Regions from separate parts of the Mus musculus genome. Here region 1 is linked to region 2. Evidence: chromatin contacts called from public HiChIP or PLAC-seq data. All regions are on one chromosome and are shown on one strand. Each heading gives the region's core, a stretch centred on a gene start, on an enhancer-like site or on the middle of the called end of the contact. The rest is flanking DNA. Distances are from core to core; before and after follow the strand shown. Region 1 holds the start of Rrp36 (ribosomal RNA processing 36 homolog (S. cerevisiae)). Region 2 overlaps Ptk7 (PTK7 protein tyrosine kinase 7).

Region 1 (4,113 bases), core at 937-3,436, 72 kb after region 2:
GTAATGACTACTATCAACTTAAAAAATAACTGAAGGAAACGGAGGGAAGCCAACGTGAGCACAGCCATAAAACCGACGAACCAACTTACAGCCAAAGATCTACCCCCCAGCACGCTTCCCGCTTCCTCCTCCCGAGGGGCCAGCATGCAGTCGGTTCCCCCTCCACGTGTACACAGAGCAGCCTCACACTACACACCTGCTTCTCTTTGGCTCGGATATCATTCAGGAACTGGTAAGTTTTGTCAAACACTTCAGGGTTATAGTCCCCTGACAGATCATCAAAGCGGGGGTCTCGGGCGACCTTTGCAAAACACAGAGAGAATATAATCCGCTTGTTTAAGTCTCCTGTCTCCAAGGAAGTCCTTGTTCCCTGCTCTTTCCTCACCTTTTTACTGATGGGCACCACCTGACGTAAGAATGGCACCCGGACTTTAGCTGACATTTCCAGAGGCCTGAGGAGAAATGAAAGGCCGGGGGTAAGTGCACTGCCGTCTTGGAGGAAGGTAACAGACATCTGTCAAAGTCCCGGGGAAGTTTTAACTCTGTGGGCAGGCTTTGGTCCTCACCGGTGCTTATCGGCGACACACACGGGTTGTTGGGGGCTTCGCGTTCTAGTGCTGTTTCCAGCTACCAATTGTTTGTGTGCCTTGGGTCTCCCTTGGCCCTGTAATCTCAACAGCTCCTCAAATGACATGTCAGATGTGTCTGCTGCAGGAAAAGGTCACACAACTCCGGTCAGTACCTCCCCACTGCAGGAAAAGTCTTCATCGGGCTAGGTTCAGAATATGAAAAGAACGCCCTGCCAGGCTGGACCACCTAAGTTAGAGCCTGGAGTCACATGGTGTAGGGAGGGGACAGACTGACCAAAGCTGTCTTCTGAGCTCCACGTCCACTTTGTAAGACACACACATGTACGTATACTTGCACAAGCGCGCGCGCGCGCGCGCACACACACACACACACACACACACACACACACACACACACATCAGATACATAGCAAAGACCATCCTTACTTGCTAGGCAGCACTGGTCGCCAAGGTGCTACTCTGTAATGTTGCTAGACAGGATCTGTGTAGCCTTGGCTGTCCTGGAACTTCCTCTGTAGATCAGGCTGGCCTCAAACTCAGAGCTCTGCCTGCCTCTGCCTCTAGAGCTCTGAGATTAAAAAGGCATGTGCCACCACCTCCTGGCCAGAACCTATTTATTTTTGCATAGTAAAAAAGAGTCTGATTTATCCCTCCCTGTGCTAATTTTCATGGTATTCTGAACTCAAAGCTCTCCAGTGGCTTCCATCTCCCTCAGCTTGGAAGTCACTGTGTCAAAGGGTCTCAACCTGAGTCTCAACTCCTTTGGGGAAGGTGTCCAAAGCCCCTTTCACAGGGGTTGCCTACGACCATCAGAAAACATATTTATATTACTATTCATAACAGTAGCAAAAATCACAGTTATGAAGTTGCAACAAAATAACTTTATGGTTGGGGTCACCAGTGTCACAGCATTAGGAAAGTCGAGAATCACTGGAATATGTAGACCAAGCTGGTTTGGAGTGCACAGGAATCTGGCTGCCTCTGCCTCCCGAGTGCTGGTCAGGCGTGTACTAACCCGCCTGGCTAAATACCCTTTTCTAGAGGTTAAGTGGACCGACAACGAACTTTTTGCTTTGCTGTTTGGTTATTCTTTATTTCCAAGTGCACGCATACAGTTTAGTTAGTCGCATCCCGCCCTACTAGACTTAGGAAGAACCCAAATCCTCCCTTTAAGAATATGCCCAGGCCTGGCCCGGAGACTTAAGACCTATAAACCCAGCACTTGGTAATAAGGCAGGGCGGCCAAGAGTTCGAAACTGGCCTGGGCCACATTATGAGACATCCCCGCCCTCCGTACCCCGCCCACCGCCATGTTCCAAACCAAACCAAACCAAACCACGAAACTTCTCCCAAAGTCGTAAAGCGGGAAGCACCCGCTCCTCTCGGCCTCCATTGAACCGCGGCACTCGGGCGGCTTCTGTTCCCGCAGCCAAACGCCTCCCGCTCACCCCAGCCTTAGGTCCTCACCCTTCAGCCGGTCGCCAGTCACCTCCCCGCCCTCCATAGCACGGTGAGGACCTTCGGCCTCAGCCCTAGCCCTAGAACCAGCCTTCCGCATGTCTTCCGTAGTCCGGGCTGAAAACTTGCACGACTTCCGCTCACGACGAGGTCCCACGTCCCACCCTTTCCGGAAGCCTGAGCCAATGTGCTGAGGGTTCTGCCAGAAGCACCGCCCCGCAGCCGTAGAACTTCACGTCTGCGGAGAGGCTGCCAGGCTCAGTGGCATCGGATTTCTTCAGATGCTTGGCCCTGAAGCCAGAACCGCAAGGGTGGCCCCTTTGCCTCCACCCCTCTATCGTAGTCGCCAGAAATAGGACACGTTTGGAGGTTTTAGGTTTTATAAAGTCAGAGCTGCCTGAGCTTCAGGGGTACAGCAACAGCTCAAGGAAGGGTGAAGCTGTCTGTTGGTCCCCACCACCGCGGGTTGGGGAGGGGGTTTCATGCCAACAGCCGAGGCTCCTCTCAGCTCCCGGGCGATGCTCAAGCAGGGAGAGGGTGGTCATGGGGAGAGGGAGGCTCCTGAGGCTCCAACACTGCTGGCTTCTCCCACTCCTGTCCCTTTCCAGCACACACAGCCTGGCTACCCAGCCAGACTGGGGCAGAGCAAAGGCCCAGGAGCGGTGGAGGGAGGTGGATGGGGACAGAGCACCAAGGGAAGGGGCCCTCGGCCCAAGGAGGGAGGGAAATGCCCTCCCCCAAAAAACTCCCCACTGAATTCACAGCACAGAAAACACCTCTAGTCCATCAACTCCACGTGGAGGTATACCGAGTCCAGGGTCCAAAGGGGCAGGCGGGTGAGAAGGGCAGGGGCAATGAAGACAAGAGAGGGCTCAGTAGGGGAGGCAGCATAAACTTCCTAGCCATGGGAGGAGACAATGGGGCGGCTGATATTGCTGTTGGTGGTCATGGCGTTGAGCTCCCACCTGGAAAGGTGAACAATGGGCAGAGAAGACCGGAAGAGGTGGTCTCTATGACAACAAAGCTATGACACAGCACCCTCCAAACTCCCACAGAGGGGTTAATCACCAGACCCCACCTACCACTACAACTCCCACCTCCTCCTACTCAACCACCTCCAGGTTCTCTGGGATTTCCTGTTTATGTTTATACAGACTTCTGAGCCTAAGCATCTGGCTCAGGTGTACCCATTTTAGTAAACACCCCAGGTACCTCTCCTGCTCTGCAGTCTGCAGCCAGCCAGGCAGCACTTCCCCCTCATCCTTACCAGAGCGTCAATCCCTTGTTGCCAATTTCCCTTATTTTAAGGCCCTGATTCAGACCTCCTGTTCTCCCTAAACTTTGGGACCTAAAGATTTTCCCATCCACCCCACCAACTTAAAAGTATGCTTCCCACACCACTTTCATTTTACAAAGACTTAAGTCTTCCTTATACAAGACTCTAAGCCGTGTACTCGGCATTAAGGTATTCGCACCCGTGTTAAATTGGGGCCAGTCTGGGATTCATTCTGTGAATTGGTGATTCTCTGTCACCAAAGGACACAGAGACCTTAACAAGCAAGAATTAGCCGGGTGTGGTGGCACACGCCTTTAATCCCAGCATTTGGAAGGAGAGGCCAGCCAGGTCTATACAGAGAAACCCTGTCTCGGGAAACCAAAAAATAAAAAATAAAACCTGGCTCAAGGAGGCAGGAATGTCTTAGAATGACCAAGAGGAGGCAATGTCTCATGGAGTGACTTTTGGTGCTCAATTTGAACTCAATACGGGCAAGAAATAGGAACCTCTCTCCATTCCTGACCTAAGGGAGTCCAGAAACTCTTCAACCTTCTTTGTAGTCAACCCTGAAATTTAGTCAAAATACATCACGAAAACAAACAAAACTATGTAGGGCAGCAGAGCTTCTGAGCGTGGCTCGAACAATCCAGAATGTTTTCTTCCAGAGCTGATTGATAGCTGTCACGTGATGGCAGCACCTTTACCTCCTTCCTGTTCCTCACAAAAATCTCCTCTCCAGCAGACAGAACTGTCCGCTGCTGCAGGACATTGGTTGAGAGCTAATCAGGT
Region 2 (4,558 bases), core at 162-2,661:
AAGAGCAGCCAGTGCTCTTTCTTAACTGTTGAGCCATCTCTCCAGCCCCTCTAGACTGGATATTTTTAACTTATGTAGACTGCTTTACATTGTGTCTTCTGTACTTCAGCTCTCACTCCCAATTCCATTGTTTTGAAGCTCCCTTCCTGGGCCTGCATCCACACCCTGCTGTCCTCCCCAAGTGACTAATGGACTGTTGAGTTTGGGCAGGAGAAAAAAGTGTTCCTTTTTAGAGAGAGGAAAAGATGCCTCTGTAGTTAAAGAGAGCATGGTGCTCCTCCAAAGGACCCAAGTTCAGTTCCCAGCACCCACATCAAGCTGCTCCAGGAAACCTGATGCCTCCTCTACCTTCGTGGGCACACTCACCCCCACACACACCATACATCACTCACACACACACACACACACACACACACACACACACACACACCCCACAGATACAGATACACAGGCATAAAAACAAATCTTAAAGTGATAATAACAGCCACCAGTAGCATGTGGGAGCACACACCTTTAATCCCAAAACTCAGGAGGCAGAAGCAGGAAGATCTCTGTGAGTTCAAGGTCATCTTAATCCACATAGCAAGTTCCATGACAGCCAGGGCTACAGTGAGACTGTCTCAATACAAATTATTTTTTAAAAGATTTAATACACACACACACACACACACACCCTTAGCTCATCTTAAGACTGTAGCTGAAGAGGGCATCAGATCCCATTACAGATGGCTGTGAGCCACCACGTGGTTGCTGGGAATTGAACTCAGGACCTCCGGAAGAGCAGCCAGCGCTCTTAACCGCTGAGTCATCTCTCCTGTGCAATACAAATCATTTTTTAAAGCCACTTGATGGTAGTTCACACCTTTAACCCCAGCACTAAGGAGGCAGAAGCAGGTAGAGTTTGAGGCCAGCCTGATCTACAGAGCAAGTTCCAGGACAGTCAGTGTTACAGAGAAGCCCTGTCTAGAAAACAAACAAAAAAAATTTTTTAAGTAGGTAGCTGAGCATAGGTGTCCACAGCCTGAATTTCAATCTTTACAACATACCTTCCTCCTTACATGCAGAGGATCTCCTGTTTCCCCCAACTGTCTAGGTATCTTCAGGGCCTCAACACCCTGGCCCCACACACCCCAGCCTGTGTCTGGGTATCCTCGGGGCCCCACACACCCCAGCCTGTGTCTGGGTATCCTCGGGGCCCCACACATCCCAGCCCTGCCTCTCCTGCTCTCCATCCTCTTTGCTCCAAAAGCCGTCTGAGAGGCTGGACCTCAGCTGGCTTCAAAGGGACATGAGCATCATTAGTCTCCTATTTTTATATTTAGAAATGTTCTGCAAACCACTTCCCGAGCAGCCAAGGCAGCGGAATGTGAGGAAATGGCTTTGCTATGTCATGATGTGGAAGGCCTGTGGCAAGCGGCATCTGCCACGTGGCCGGGACGTGCAGTGATGTCAAACATATGTGCAGGAGGCTGAGGCGCCCCTCAGCAGCTGGGCTGTCCTTTAGAGGTAGGGTCCAGGAGTCAGGGCCACACTCAGCCCGCCTTCCTTCCCAGAGAAGACTCATCCACCTGTCTTTACCAACAGCTGCTTCTGGGCCAGCCCTTCCCCCCCCCCCCCCCCAGGCAGTGGTCTTAGGGGGCACTTCCCCAAAGACCTAAAAGACAACCTGGGACACAAAGGGAAGAATGCAGATCGAAGGGAAAACAAAAAACGAGGCCGCTTGGAAGGGCTGATGGTTTGAGGCAAGGTTATTAGATTCCTGGCCCCCAAGACTCTGGGTGAGGGTCCTGGGAGGGGGCGGGCAGGGGTAGGATGGTGCGTGGAACCCTTGCCCGTGCCACCAAACACTGTCTTTTCTGCCACTTCTGCTTCCACGGGCCTGGAAAATGCTGACAAATGTACAGGAGAGGTGGGCAAAGCCTTGCAATGTGTCATAAACGCAGCTCCAATACAGGACTGAAGGTTCATCTAAGGCCTGGATGGGCCAGCTGCGTGATCACAGTCAAGCCATTGGACTTCTTCAGACACACTGTGGCTCCTTATAGATGTCACCATACTGCTGACATTACAAACTCTTAACCACATTACAAATGACTTGGGTTTTTTGTTTTGTTTTGTTTTTTGTTTTTGTTTCTTTTGTTCTCTCAGCAATGCTAGGGATTAAACCTTATAGTCTTGTGCATGCCAGGCCAACACCTCACCACTCACTAGGCTGGAGCAATGCCTTAACAGGGAGGCCACTGGCTGCTCTTGCAGAGGACCCAGGTTCCCTTCTCAGCACCCGCATGGAGGCTCACTACCATCCTTAAAGTAATTCCAGTTCCAGAGGATCCAGTGTGTTCATTTTTTAATTTTGTATTTAGGTGTCTGTGTGTGTTTGTATGCAATGTGAGCGCAGGTGCCCACAGAGGCCAGGAGAGGGTGTCAGACTCCTAGAGCTGGAGTAACTGTCAGCTGTGGGCCACTGACTGGGAGCTGGGGACAGACCTTAGTGCCTCTAAAAGAACAGCAGTGCCCTTAACCACTGGGCCATCTCTGTGGTATCTCACTACTTTACTTAAACAAGTGGTGGCACAGGCCTTTAATCCCAGCACTTGGGAGGCAGAGGCAGGCGGATTTCTGAGTTCGAGGCCAGCCTGGTCTACAAAGTGAGGTCCAGGACAGCCAGGGCTATACAGAGAAACCCTGTCTCGAAAAACCAAAAAAACAAACAAACAAACAAACAAAAAAACTTATTATCATTTAGGCCTGGAGAGATGGCTCAGAGGTTAAGAGCACTGACTGCTCTTCCAGAGGCCCTGAGTTCAATTCCCAGCAACCACATGGTGGCTCACAACCACCCGTAATGAGATCTGATGCTCTCTTCTAGGATGTCTGAAGACAGCAATGGTGTACTCACATTCATAAAATAAATAATAAGCTTTAAAATATTTATATCACCAAGTCTGATGACCTGAGCTCAATGCCTGGAATCCGCATAGTTGAATAAAAGGTAGTTATCGCCCTCCCCCCAACCCCCAAAATATACATATCATCTAGAAAATGCATTCTGGGCTAAAGATGGCAGGATAAGGATTTCAATTTCTAAATCAGTAACAACAGATGAAAAAAAATCAACAGATAAAGAAGGAATAGAGGGCTGGTGAGATGGCTCAGTGGGTAAGAGCACCTGACTGTTCTTCCGAAGGTACAGAGTTCAAATCCCAGCAACCACATGGTGGCTCACAACCATCTGTAACAAGATCTGACGCCCTCTTCTGGAGTGTCTGAAGACAGCTACAGTGTACTTATATATAATAAATAAATAAATCTTAAAAAAAAAAAAAAGAGTTGAAGATGGGGGGTGGGGTGGTGGATATAGGGGACTTTCGGGATAGCATTTGAAATGTAAATGAAGAAAATATCTAATAAAAAAAGAGTTAGCCGGATGTGGTGGCGCACGCCTTTAAAAAAAAAAAAAAAAAAAAAGAAGGAATAGAAACAACTCCTTAAAATTATTTTTAAAAGTACCAAAAACATGCAGCTCACGGCCAGACGTCTTTGATCTAGGACGGCCTACCCTGGCCACAAGCACCATAAAAACAGAAATTGCACGCACACATGCATGCACATGCATAAATTTGCATACACACATGAGCTCACACATGCACACGCAGCCCAAGAGAAAAAAAGCTCTTCAGAGCGACTAAAAGACCTAAGGTTTTTATTCTGTGCCTATTCTGCCAGCTTATAAGTTGGGGTCTGGGAGGCTTGGAGATCTGGCTTACGTAAGTGTCCCTCCGTTCTTAGAGGATCGCTTTACAGAACTGCAAAGCCAGGAACGAGGGGCAGAGACAGAGGGAGAGACAAGAGGGGACAGGGTGGGGGTGGGGAGCTGAGTGACAACAGAGCTGAGAGAGAGGACAGAAAAACTGAGAAACTGGAAGAGGAAGGGACAAAGAAAAAAAATGGGACAAGACGGATAACAGATGAGAGAGACACACGGACAAGAGAAACAAGAGAAGAGCAGGCGTGAGCACACAAATGGAAGGCTTCCTGTGTCTGTAGCATTGGCCCCAGATCCCAACTAACCCTACTAACTAACTGCCCCTGCAGATCTGACCTGGGTCTCCAGGAAAGGAACTCTGCAGAGTGACTGAGGGGACATCAGACCCAAACTGTCACTGGCCATAGGTTCTAGGGTCTGCTTGGAGCAAAGGCATATCATGAAGGTGATGGCTTTGTGCAGAGGGGAAAACAGAGGGGCTACACACCTGTGAGAGATTCAGGACGTTCATAATGGAGAGCCCTCAATTTAGAGGCTCCCGGTAAATAATTCATCAGGAAGAGTGCAGCGCCTTCCCCTGCCTCATCCATTATTCAACATCAGAAATGCGCCATGTTATAAATGCTTCCTGACATCTAAAAATGGTCTGAGCCATTAGGCCAGAGCAAGAGGACAGACAGCAGGCCAATTTCTACCCAACTTTTCCAGAACCTCTGACCCAGCAGTCCTGCGGCTTGGGGACCTTACTAACTGCTCCTCTAAATCCCAACAGCTACTCAGGGTGGCGCAAGG

Evidence for each region. HiChIP or PLAC-seq counts read pairs in DNA pulled down with a chosen protein or histone mark.
Region 1: a contact with region 2 is called in an H3K27ac HiChIP or PLAC-seq map of the HPC-7 cell line, with 5 times the contacts expected there. The contact joins the promoter of Rrp36 here to the enhancer-like site in region 2. A contact is called at or near these places in 6 of 39 promoter capture datasets (the HPC-7 cell line, embryonic stem cells, macrophages and 2 more), 2 of 484 Hi-C or Micro-C datasets (LSK cells and nephron progenitors), 6 of 115 datasets of contacts at active chromatin or transcription factors (the HPC-7 cell line, embryonic fibroblasts, embryonic stem cells and 1 more) and 1 of 9 other capture datasets (adipose tissue).

Annotation. Positions count from the first base shown.
Region 1 is chr17:46,672,140-46,676,252 of GRCm38.p6, forward strand. It overlaps Rrp36 (ribosomal RNA processing 36 homolog (S. cerevisiae)), which reads right to left and starts at 2,187. Exons shown (of 7, transcript NM_144857.2): 1 at 2,058-2,187; 2 at 567-708; 3 at 386-452; 4 at 197-301. The coding sequence starts at 2,148. Klhdc3 (kelch domain containing 3) reads right to left here. Exons shown (of 12, transcript NM_027910.3): 12 at 2,411-3,013. The coding sequence ends at 2,947.
Region 2 is chr17:46,600,995-46,605,552 of GRCm38.p6, forward strand. The region is part of intron 1 of Ptk7 (PTK7 protein tyrosine kinase 7); the gene reads right to left. Among named protein-coding and RNA genes, the nearest start is that of Ptk7, 26 kb to the right of the region's middle. Within about 2 kb of position 1,412, at least 48 of the 459 cell types and tissues checked have an H3K27ac peak or open chromatin away from gene starts, as enhancers often do. A contact at or near this core is called in the HPC-7 cell line and LSK cells, where this site is marked.